Linked DNA regions of Hordeum vulgare: region 2 is linked to region 1. The links are chromatin contacts, called in public Hi-C maps. All regions are on one chromosome and are shown on one strand. Each heading gives the region's core, a stretch centred on a gene start, on an enhancer-like site or on the middle of the called end of the contact. The rest is flanking DNA. Distances are from core to core; before and after follow the strand shown.

Region 1 (6,204 bases), core at 1,826-4,325:
ACACTGTTCTCGGCTTATCTTGGTCGAGCTGACAAGCTGGCCATTTGTCTTGGATGTTGCTTCTGAAAGAGCCTATTGCCTCGGCGTTCAGGGGGAATCGGTTCCAAAATTGTCGGACTGATTTCTGAAAGAGGCTATTGCCTCGACGTTCAAGGGGAATCGGTTCCAAAATTGTCGGACTGACTCGTCGGTCTGTTGGACTATGTGGCTGAAGTCATCAGTGTGCGGGGGTCGGACATAGGTGCCTTGAAATTAGCTCGAAAGGCATCCTCGAGCTCTTCCCATCTCCCAATGGAGTTTTTGGGGAGGCTGTTCAACCAATGTCGTGCTGGTCATTTGAGCTTTATTGGCAAGTACTTTATGGCGTGGGGGTCATCTCCTCGGGCCATATGAATATGGAGAAGGAAGTCTTTGATCCACATGTCCGGATCCGTTGTCCTGTCGTATTGTTTAATGTTTATGGGTTTAAACCCTTCGGGGAAGTGATGCTGCATCACCTCATCTGTAAAAGCACACTGGGTGAGCTACGCCGCTGACCAGAGCTACCTCACGCTGGAGGTCGGATGTTTTCCAGACCTGATGTTGATCCCGAGCTCTATCATTTCGGTCGAGCCAAGCTTGGTACCCGTCCCGTCTAGCGGGGGTGCACCGTTTAAATCCATAGATGGATCTTGTCTGGCGTGCTCTAGTATCCAAGGCGTGTGATAGGTCATATGGGTCCTCACGTTGTATTGGCTCCTTCCTTCTTCAACAGGGAGGTGCGAGTCGAATTTCGGCTTCTCCAACCGTCCTGTCCCGTCCACAAGGGGGCGGTCTGGCTAGTTGTCCTTAGTGCATCTACGAAGTGAGGGCTTAAGGGCCTCGTCGTTGAATTGCGGAAGTAAACGTCGATGCAGGTAACTTTTGTTTTGGTAGAGTCGTTAATTGCCGTACCCGTAGTCGGGTGCTAGGACTCTCGTCCATGTGTCGTTGCGGCTGTCTTGTTCGGCTTTTAACTTCTTATGTTTCTTCTTCAGGCTTTTGACGGTGGCTATAAGTTGTCGCTTGAACCGCTCTTGATCCAGCGGGTCCTCGGGGACGATGAAATCCTCGGCTATGAGACTAACCTCCTCCTCAGAGAGAGGAAGGTAGTTGTTGTCTTCAGAGTCATTGTGGTCCTCGGGTTTATTCTGATCCTCGTGCCCCTCCAAGTCATCAGGTTGTTGTTCGGGGCACCGAGGCCGCCGAGGTCTTCCGGATTGTCCGGAGTATTGTTTTCTCGAGTGCCCGTGTTGCTTTCCCTACCCTTGCACCCCTTGGACCTTTTGCGCAGGCGTCGGTGCTTGGGCGGCTCCTCGCTTGGCTTGTCGCCATTCTTTCTAGGGGTGTCGTAGCCGTTATCGCTAGGGGTGTCCACCATGTAGACATCATAGGTGGAGGTGCTTGTCCACAGTCCAGCAGTGAGAGGGGAGTAGCGTCGACATCTTCGTCCAGGTCCTCGGCCTCTTAAGAGGCGTAATCCAACATATCAGTTAAATCTTTGCTAGTGGCTACCAAATGGATGGTGGGTGGGACGTACAATTCCCCATGCCTGCCTCAAGACCAATCCGAACATAGGTCGAGTACGGGTCATGTGTAATGTTCATTGTGTGGATCCGGGCCAACGCCTCGTTCAATAACGAGGGGTTAGTCGGGTTAGTCTTTCAAAATCTTCCGGAGTTGACCTCCCCCCAGACAAGGTAGCGGAGCTGGGTCGGCCGGTAAGGTGACCTATGTTTGGACGGATGGCTGGTGGCGTCGGTGGAAGTGGGCGGCGGCGATGGAAGGTGGGCTGGACGGGTGAGTCAGAGACGAAGCGAGAAAGATGAGATTGGCCTATGTGCCACCGGCTGACGGGCCAGGGAAAAGAGAAGGACGGGCGTCACGGGCGTCCGTGTAATGGATTGCGGGCGGACAAAAGACACATACAGCATCCGTTTGGATCGTTGTGCAGGGTCGTATTCTGTTTCCGCAACGACACAAACGTGCGGACGAAATAGATCACCCGGTTGTAGTTGCTCTTAGATATGACAACCTTTCTCAAACTTAATAATCTCAAATCTCAAACCAAACAGCCCCTTAGTTTAGGATTAGAACGGCGCGCGAATCTTCCCAGCTTAAAACACACGCGCGTGTACGTGGGAGTCAAGTAGTCAACCAAATACTACCACGTACGGGCCACATATAATTGGAGGATGGGCCCTCGTCATGATACCACCCGAGAGCGAGAGGCCGAGACGAGACGTTTCCTCCCATAAGCGGAGAAACTGGCTTTGTATCGTCCGGGGCTTCGTGGGAGCTTTCGGCCGGGGAACGGAAAGGAAAGGTCGCTGCCGAACTTGACGGATACGTCGATGGCCACACATGCACCCATGGGGACTCCATGCATGCACGCGTCGGCGCAAGTGCAAGGAGGATGGATGTACCCGTGGGCAATCGCGATCCGGTCGTCCTATCGCGATGATGGACCGGCCGCTGGATGCGCCTGTCCATGCTCCCATGAGAATCAGATGGGTGTAAACATGGCGCCGTTTCTTGTGGGATACAGTGGTGCACAGTTATCATTGTCCCTTTGTTTTTCTCAATCATTGCCATTGTTTAATGGTCCGACTGTCGAAATTTAAGGTAAGGTAGAGTGGAGTAGATCTTTTTGCTGTTTGGGCGTGACCTGCCTCGCCGGAGTCCAAACAAACTTTGGTGGTGGTACCCTTGCTTAGGAAAATACTTGTAATTTAGGTTGGTGGATGGTTGAACTGTGATTGTATGATACTTCTGATAACCAGGAGCTTTATTTATCCTGTAGTACAATACATGTTTGTTGGCCACACCAACGGGCAACGGAGTCACACTTCTGATAACCAGGAGCTCTATCCTTATCCTCGTTCTAGCTTTGGACTTCTTTACAATATCCTACTGGCTGTTCGGCCGCTAATTTATACAGTAGATATATTCAAATTCAATCTGCTTGCTGCTGATGCTGCCGGCGCTAGAATAGCGTTACTCCGATACAGTACGTCTAATGATTGTCAGTAGGTAGGCCGCTAGCATACGGAAAAATGGCAGTAGGCCGAGCCCCCTACAGGGTGCTAGCCAGTACTCCCACATCATGCCCCATGAGTGACCCACCCAACTGGCTTAGCCAGCCAGCCAGCCACACTGACAAAGATTATCGACAAAGCGAGCAGAGCACTTAAAGAGAAGATAAAATCATCGCAGGCGCGGCCCCGCTGGCGCGCATGCACGGGGCACGGCCGGAGGAGTGCGTGTCGTCACGTCACCGGCGGCAGGGGGCCTGCAGCTGACATCAACGACGACGCTGCTCGTCCACGGGACACAGACGGGGCGCCTGTCGCCATTGATTAAAGCCGGCCTGCGCGACGCCCAGGGAATCGTCAGGCATCGAACCGCGAGCCTCCATCAGCGCTTGCACGCACGCTTCATTTCCCCCCGGCCCCGCGTGTTCCCTCCGCTCGTCTCATTTCCGCTTCTTGCTCACTGTTGCACGGTGACGTGCGGTCAGGGGGGGATGGTCGAGCACGGCTTCAGGTCTGGCAGCGTGGTGCAGCGGGGAGGCCAGTCAGGGGGCGATGGGGAGGGAGGTTGAGGGGTCTATTGGCAACAGCTGCGGCCGCCTGTGTCGGCTTTGGCCAGCGGCGACGTCTACCGTCTACGCGCGAGCGCGACGGAGGCCGACGGGGACGCGCGCGGGCCGTGCCGGCGGGAGCCGCGACCGGCGACGGCAGCCAGCATGGGTCACGTGTGGGGCGGCACAAGCAAGGAGCTGGTCCAGTCCAAGGGCGGCCACCTGACCCGATTGGCTGATCCGGTCCGGGGCCATCGTATCGTATCGTCGCGGGGTTTTGGATTGTCCTCGGATGGGGGCTGGGGCGGGTCGTGCGGGCCAGCAGGGCGCGGAGCGGCCCGGTGTTGGGTGGCTCCTTCACGGTTCCAACCTGTTGTTCGGACTACAGCTGATCGTGAGGACCACCGCATCAGATCAGCTGAGCGGGAAGGGCCCGACCTCGTCGTCGTAGGCGGGATAAGGTGAGGTGAGATGCGGTTTCGGGGCAAAATTTCGTATTTTAATCATGTTATGTAAGTTGATTCAATCCTTTTTTTTTAAATGAGATCTAATCTTTTTTCTATTGTCAGGGTTTTTGATGGTGAGGTATAACAGCCTATCGTGAAGGTTTTTCAACAATAGGAAACTTCACATCAACAGACCGGATCCTTATTGCCAGACAAGTTGGTAGTGTTACAATAAATGTGTTTGACCAACCTACGAAGTCTGAAATCTTAAAAAATAAAATAACAAACGACGATGTGGTGTTGCTAAAGTTTAGTAACATAACGTCAATTAAAAAAGAGTTGAAACTTTTTATATAATGAATTTTCTTCATCATTTTAAATGTGTTGGGAAGAGAAAAGGAAAGACTACTTGCGGGTTCGCTCGGCTCGCCTGGCCTGGGTAGGACAGGGCGGGGCGGGGCGTACGCGTAAATGGTCCCCCAAAATCATGTCTGTTGCCTTGCGAGAGCGCGATTTTCTTTTATCGTTTTATTTTTTATGTCTTAATAGACAAGTCAATTATTTATTGTTCGGTAAGTATATGATTTAAAAACCTAGTCAGTTTAAGATCGTGACCGCGACACGGTACCATATGTGATCCTTCTATATATATTGTTTACCGACCTCAACCAAAGATACAACAAAAACACCTAGGGTTTTGCCTCATCTCGCAACTTCCAGCGTCATCGTAGTCTACATCATCTTAAACGCGGACGTGCATCGACGCGCGGGAGAGCATGTCTTCGAAACCGTTCGTCTTTGTGATCTTGCTTCGAAAGAGGACGAATTAGGTTTTTGAGAAGCGTTGTGTGCAACTGCTTAAATTCATCATCACGGGTCGTCTACCGTTTAACTCGGGCGGTGCTACTCATCACGATCTCCATCGCCGTCAACAACAGATCATCATCAACTCCGTCGCTCCTACAACAACTGACGAATAGTACATTATCCGTGATGTGTTAATCTCTCTTTATGTAGTCGCTACTTTGTGTGAGATGATGATATGCGTATTCTGTTGTTCATCTAATTTACTAGATTGTTGCATGTTAGTTTTGATTTTATTCATGAGCTGTTTATTGAAATTAAGCATGATCTTGCTTGATCTTTCTATATGATGGCCTGTATAACCCTATCATTAAGCTGACCGACGATAGATACGAACATGCATTGTGTCTTATACTTTGGAAAAAATTATGATAGGACGTGCAACCCTACTGTCAGGGTTTTTGACGATAGACTGTTATATATCCTAACATCATGGACCCTAACAGTTGGAAAAAAGTCAGATTCAATTTTTTTTGTAAAGTAGGATTAAATCTTAATCAACTTACACAAAAGGGTCAAATCATGAAATTTAACCCGGTGTGGGGCTGGCTCGCTCGCTCGCTTGCGAACCGTGATGACTGGAACTTTGGGCTGGGTTCATGTATTTCTGTACCGTACGTACCGTCTTTAACAAGCTACAGTGCAGATTGCGGAGATGCATGTATCGAGGACGAGGAGGTCACGGTACATGGGCCTGTCAAGCACAGACGTATTAGAACGTCTCTTTGTAATCTGTACAGACGAGTCTTGACACCAAAAGATTCTTCAAGGACCTGTTTAGGTTTAGTGACGTACATTACGGATGCTCGTTGATTCCCTCTACAAGTTGGGGCATCTCCCAAACGTCTGATGGATGCGGTCCATACAATCCAACCTGTGTCTTTATTGGTTCGCGGTCGGGTCAGATTTTTTCTTCTCGTAAAGTGGAATCAAGTTTGAAGGTGTCATGAAAGTTCAAACAGCAACCACGTGAGACTCAAACACCTTCGATCTATAAAAAAAGGCCTTCTGGAACCCGCACGTTTATCCTCTAATCTTTTTCTGCATCTGTTTTTTTCTCTTGCCTCCGTTTTTGGTCCAGCACCCAGGCCATCTCGTCCGTCTACTTCAACGTTATACCCAGGCTCCACGCCACTTCTCCTCCTACCTCTCATTCATCCACAGGTACCATCCCTCCTTACGATACTCATCATGCGTGATAAATGTTTGGTGAAATGCTCGTGCTATTTTTTTATCCCTTCTTCAAAACAATGGATTCAAATATGAAGTACATATACGAGCAATTTGTTGAGT
Region 2 (6,481 bases), core at 2,933-5,432, 300 kb after region 1:
TCTTGCCGCGTTGGGTGCAAGTTGTTTGCTCTTTTGTGTGTAGCCGTTCAAGACGGTTGAGGATTGATATTCCTATTGGTTCGATAAACCTTGGTTTCTTAATCGAGGGAAATACTTACCCGCATTGTGCTACGATAACCCATTCCTCTTCACGAAAACCCAACGCAGATCACAAGTGTCACACATCAAGTACGCGGTGAAGGGCGCGTACACAAGCTATGAGATGTATAGGAGGATCGTTCAGATGAGGAATTGCCTCTTTCCTGCAGATGGCGAGGGATAGCCACAAGAAGAGAAGGTGCGGCAACCACCATGAGAAGAACACTATGATTTGGTGATCGTCTACTTCTTATAAATTTATGTTAAGGAATGTACATGTGTTGTATAGTCACTTATGTAATTGGATGTTTAAGTTGGTTATGCAACAATGTTGTTTTTCTATAGAGAGAGCATAGATGTGGTGCAAACAGAGCAAATCACATTTCATACAATTGTTTTGTAACAATTGTGTTCCCACAAAACAGACAACTTGTCAAGATGAATCGTTGATGTTATTATTGGTCTTCCCACACAATTCTAATGAATGAACTGTTTGATGGGTATCACACACACCTTCTTATGCTAACTCGTTTACGCTCTACTAGATTAGTGCAAATGGTTTATCTGAGTAAACTGTATGTCGTACTTCGCACACACATGTATTTTGTTAACCGTTTGTGTTATCTCTGTTAGTCGCAAACAATTCTTAAGAACGATATGTATGCCACATATCGCACATGCATCTCTTTTCTAAATCGAATTTGATGGATCCACCATCACACAGAGTTGGTGGCATTAACGACAAAGCTTGAACTATACCTTTTGCGATTGATGGATTGCACACAATTTCCTTGAAGGATCTCTAATTGATGTGGCATCTTTGAACCATCCCGCGGTAGTGAGTGGTTCGCATAGAAAACGATCACCACGCCTCAATGGCGAATCCAAGGAGAAAGCGGCGCGCACGGGCGACACTATCGCCTACCTTGGCCAAAAGTCAAGAGTGGGGTTTTCAAGCATCAGTGTCGTACCCATAGTCTACCGGAGTCACGGGACCAGTTGGACCATCAAGTTGTCCTATGACAATGTTGAAGCATCCCCGGATCCATGACACCTACTCATCCATTCAGCCGCGACCGAAACATGGATCCACATGTGTTATCTTACACAACATGATCATCGAGGCTGAGAGAGAAGAGACGAAACTTTCGGTTCATCGACAATGGTGTCATATGCTGGAGATGAGCATTGAATGAACGTGGTAGATATTTGTCCCATCCCGTCTAGTAAACATCTCTCTCGCATTGAACATGCGCAGACATTTGGGATGCGGCGAGGGCGGCGCCCTTGGCCAGCGAGCCACTTTAATGACAGCGCCAGCGAGAGGATACGTCTGCTCTGGGCCAACATCAATGTGTAACGACCGCTCTAGAGAGGCATGAATGCGTAGTAACCGCTTCGGGCGGGAATGTGGGAGGGCTCGAGAGGATTTTTGAGTGATCTACGACTGACAGACATGGGCCAGACATCGGTCTGGACGCCCACAAGCCCCCCCCCCCCCTCTTCCCAAAAAAAATTGTTTTCGGTCTGTGGGAAAAAAATACGTCCAAACTGGTTGGCGGATCTATACAAAATTGCGTTGGATGGCAAAAATACGTCTCAACCATGTGGTTCGAACGGTTGGACGATTTAAAGATCGATTATGAAAATGCCTTAATGAAGTAGCGTGCATGATGGTCCTTAGAGAAAACATCTAAGTATAGGATTTTCGCAGCTCAATTATTCTTACAAAGTTCCACACTTGTCTATGAGTTTCGCTACACCAAAGGGCAAAGGGCTAAATTCTATATTGTGAACACACGGACGCACACTCTACTAATATGAGCATTTGTGAGAAACTGCGCCAGCATATTATTTTAAGATTTATAAAGTCATCATAGGCGCCTTGTCTTTACGGAAATATCTCCTCTCACTGAATATACATTGCCGAAAATCCTGATGAAAAATAATGTCAGCACCAAAATTTAAACCTTAATTGTTTGGAAATATCACTGTTTCTCTAACGACCCAACCACATGTGGTTTGCAAATTCTACACAATTAACATCTGATTAGAAATAGGAGGAGAGCCACGTCCACTCGTTTGGTTGATACCCGAGACATTGTGTGTAGAATTTGCAAGTGGCACATTGAAGAGTCCACATTCAATTGAGGTCTTCAATTGACATTGTAACACCCGATTTTGGCCTGGTCAATAATTTCTCAAAGCTCTTTCATTTAATTATTTTATTTATACCTTTATAACACTATATTTCTTAATTTTAAAGATTCACATTCATTTGAGGTCTTTAAGACTCTAATTAAAATTGGATCATCCGATTTTAACCGGGTCAGCAATTTCTCAAAACTTTGGTTAAAATCTTTAGACGGATAAATTATGCTTTTTAATGGGTTTGGTTTATGATTTTGACTGAACTAATAAATTTTCAAATCAATCAACAACAATCAGCCCATAAAAATATATCAATCATGATCGTGCAGCCGTAGACGTAGAAATTTTTCCACATATATAAGATTGGTTAGCATCTAATATAGAATCACACCACGAAATATCCATCAAATTACCGAATTATAAATAAAATAAAAACATACCATGACATCTCCCCCACACAACAAACACAATATTCCATTAGTTTCAAAATATAAGGGATATTATTTTTTGGAAAGTCAAATTCTTCAAATTTGACCAAGTTAAGAAGGAAAATACCGACATCCATAATATTAAATAAAAAATATGATAACTCATTTAACAATGAATCTAATCACAGCAATTTGATATTATGAATTTTGGTATAATTATTTACAAATTTAATCAAATTTTAAAAGTTTGGCATTATTAAAAAATTATACACATTGTATTTTGAAACAGAGTGATTAGGTTTTTTTTAATCTTATGACGCAGCGAAGCACGCCCAGTCCTTCTAGTAATTTATTGCTAAAGCTAAATTAACTTCAGGATATATACTTATGTATGGTTATATATTGTTTGTATAAAAAGTACGTGTATTGATTAATGAATTTGGGAAAAAATATTATGTCATTTTCAAATCTATGTCAATTTTGATTATTGCGGCATTTACCAAAACCATATAGAAATAATTTGGTATATACCGAAACAGAAATGTCTTCTAATCTCATACCATGTTTACTGAAGTATCAATACAATACAAACAAAAGAATGTATAAACCAAACGACATAAACGGAGTGCACCTAATTACCTTTAGTGGTTTTGAGAAGCTTCTATGGATTAGGTCGGACCGGTATTAGAAGTTTATGTTTTTTTTCTTTTTGTTTTCTGTATCGGTTTATTCATGCTTTGATTCTTTATGTTATTTTCTTCTTCATTTTTCAAAGACACATCATATTTTCTTAACGACGTTGAATATTTTCCATATACACATCGAACATTTTTAGAGGATTTTTTTGAATACAGGTTGAACATTCTTTTTTTAATACAAGTTGAACAATTATGAAATGAACATCCAACACTTGTTATGTACATCTGAGGAATTTTTAGAATACATTTTTTAGATATACATTGCAGATTTTGAAAATACACGGTGAACATTTTCCAAATACATGCTGAGAAATTTTTAGAATACATTTTTTACATAGACATTGAAGATTTTGAAAATACAGGGTGAACATTTTCTTAACGCATACTTTCTAAATCCATTATACTATCCATAAAATCCATTATACTTTTTAAAGCGTGTAAACATTTTTTAAGTGCTAGAACATTATTTAGAATGTCACGAGTATTTTGGTGAAATTTACAAGTAATTTTCTAAAATTATATGATTTTTTTAATCTTGAGATCCTACTAACATATTTCTAAAGCACGTGAATACTTTACAAAATAAGTGAAGTCGGTTTTGAATGATATGAACACCTTTTACAAACTGTATAATTGTTTTTACATTTCTAAAAATGACAATAATACATTTGAAAACAAGAAAGAACGAAAAGCAACGAATTAAACTAAAATCGAAAGAAACAAGAAACACCAAATGGAATGACGGCTACTGTGGTGGTCCACTATCGAATCTATTTTATGCGAGCCGTACTTCGGTAAAAACCTCATTAGCAGATCTGTGCAAAGCGGTGCCGGGCCTTCGCACAGAGCTGCAGGGAATGGGCTGGCGGGATGCAGCTTCCCGGTTTTCGAAACCTGTTCCAGACGGTTTTAAAAAAAAATTGAAGGTTTTCTTGACCGGTTTTTCCTTTTTTCTTTTTCTTTATTCTTTTCTGCTTCTGTTTCAAAATTTGTGCTTAAGATTTTAATTTGTTTTCAGTTTCAAAATTTGTTCTTTAGATTCAAATTTTTTCTCGGTTTAAAAATATGTTCTTAAGGTTCAAAAAATGTTCGAGCATTAGAAAATTATTCGTGCTTCTAAATATGTTCAGTTTTTCTTTCAATAGTTTTCTCCGTTTCAAACTTTTGTTATCAACACTAAAAAAATGTTCGTGCTTTAATTTTTTTCGCATTTTTCAATTTTTCAGGAATTTTCAAAATTATTCTCGATTTCAAAACTTATTCTCAGAATTCAAAAATTGTACATGTTTTAAAAAATTGTCCGCGTTTCCAAATTTGTTCAAGGTTTTTTTAAATTGCTCTTGCTTTCAAGATTTATTCTCAAAATTCAGAAAATGTTCATGCTTCAAAATTTTGTTCACGCTTTCAATTTTGTTCGGGGTTTTTCAAAATTGTTTTCCGTTTCAAAATTTTGGTCTCAAGATTCAAAAAATGTTCGTGCTTTCGAATTTGTTCACGATTTTTCCAAATTGATCTCAGTTTCATAATTTGTTCTCAAAATTGAAAAAATGTTCATGCTTTAAATATTCACGTTTTTAATTTTTTTTTGGTTCTTTCAAAATTGTTCCCCTTTTCAAAATTTTGATCTCAAGATTCAAAAAATGATCGTGCTTTAGAGACTTGTTCGCGCTTCCAAATTTGTTCAGGATTTTTCAAAATTGTTCTCGGTTTCAAAATTTGTTCTCAAAATTGAAAAAATGGTCATGCTTTGTATATTTGTTCACGCTTTTAAATTTATTCGGGGTTTTTCAAAATTGTTCTCCTTTTCAAATTTTGTTCTTAAGATTTAAAAAATGTTCCAATTTGGGCGTTCGAGTTGGGTCGAGCCCTTGTTGCAGCTCGTCCCTGCCACAACGAGTGGCAGGTAGGAGGTTCCGTACTTCGGTCCCTGCTATTGGGAGCTCCTATACGATGCATAATGCCTCTTACTGAAGTCGTCACCTGCAGCCTACAGGGACCAGCGAGTGAGCGACTGAGTGGGCCGCCGTCCATTTATTCCGCCAACAGATTCCTATTTTGGGGACCTTCTAAGATTTCAAGTCAGTTTTTATGGGTTTTGTAAAGCTTCTAGAGGATTTCCTGAACCAAATTTTCTTCTGGGGTTTCTATTTCTTTTCCTTTTTTCATTTCTTGTTTCTGTTTAATTTTTTTCTTTCTATTTCACTTATTTTTTTCGATAGTTTTATTTATAAATAAATGAAATGTTTTTCAAATATGTTTGTATTTTCTGAAACCTCGTTCAGATTTAAAAAATGTTCAAGATTTAATTTTTCTCAAACTAGAAATATGTTATCATATCTGAAATTCGTTCATATTTTCTGATTTGTTTTGAGAAACTAAAAAAATATCCGTTCTTTAAAAATTATAGTATTCTTTTCTAAATGGTCGTGTTTTAAATAACTGTTAATAAATTCAAATAATTTTCACATTTTGAAATATTTGACTTGGGCTTTTAGAAAATGTTTTTATTTTTCAAAAAAAATATGAAGTTCTATTTTCAGAATTTTTGGAATAATGAGCATGATTTCAAAGAAATGTTCCTGTTTTCATAAACTGTCCACAAATAAAAACCTTATTATTTCCATATTTTTGTTCACATATTAAAAAAATTGTTCCCGTTTTTTAATATCTTAACCAATTTTAAAAAAATACATGAAGGTGTTAAAAATAGTTTTGGTTTAATTATTTTGTTCACCTATATAGAAAAAGTTTGCATTTCAAAGCGTGTTCAAACAAATTATGAAATTCTGAACAAATTTTAAACCACAAATATACTTAGAATTTCTCAACAAATATTTTGAAAATGGAACATTTCATGAAATAACGAAAAAATGACAGCAGGGACATTTTCCGTAATTGTGAACAAAAATATTAAAATGGAACTTCATAAAATAAATAACAAAAAATAGACAGTACAAACGTTTTTTGATATTCAAACACGGGCATTTTTATAATTTCAGAACAAATTTCCAGCCACGAATAGTTTTTTTGCAATTCCAGGATTTTTTTATAATATGGACATTTTCTAAATTTGTAATAAATCAACATTATCTGAAATTACTGTAC

The links. A called contact is a pair of places that touch in the nucleus more often than the background predicts.
Region 2: a contact with region 1 is called in a Hi-C map of leaf, with 3 times the contacts expected there. The contact joins two enhancer-like sites. A contact is called at or near these places in 4 of 6 Hi-C or Micro-C datasets (leaf and seedling).

What each region holds. Positions count from the first base shown.
Region 1 is chr7H:84,286,861-84,293,064 of MorexV3_pseudomolecules_assembly, forward strand. No RefSeq gene overlaps it. Among protein-coding and RNA genes, the nearest start is that of LOC123411035, 230 kb to the left of the region's middle. Within about 2 kb of position 3,076, at least 3 of the 3 cell types and tissues checked have open chromatin away from gene starts, as enhancers often do. A contact at or near this core is called in leaf, where this site is marked.
Region 2 is chr7H:84,581,334-84,587,814 of MorexV3_pseudomolecules_assembly, forward strand. No RefSeq gene overlaps it. Among protein-coding and RNA genes, the nearest start is that of LOC123411559, 11 kb to the right of the region's middle. Within about 2 kb of position 4,183, at least 2 of the 3 cell types and tissues checked have open chromatin away from gene starts, as enhancers often do. A contact at or near this core is called in leaf, where this site is marked.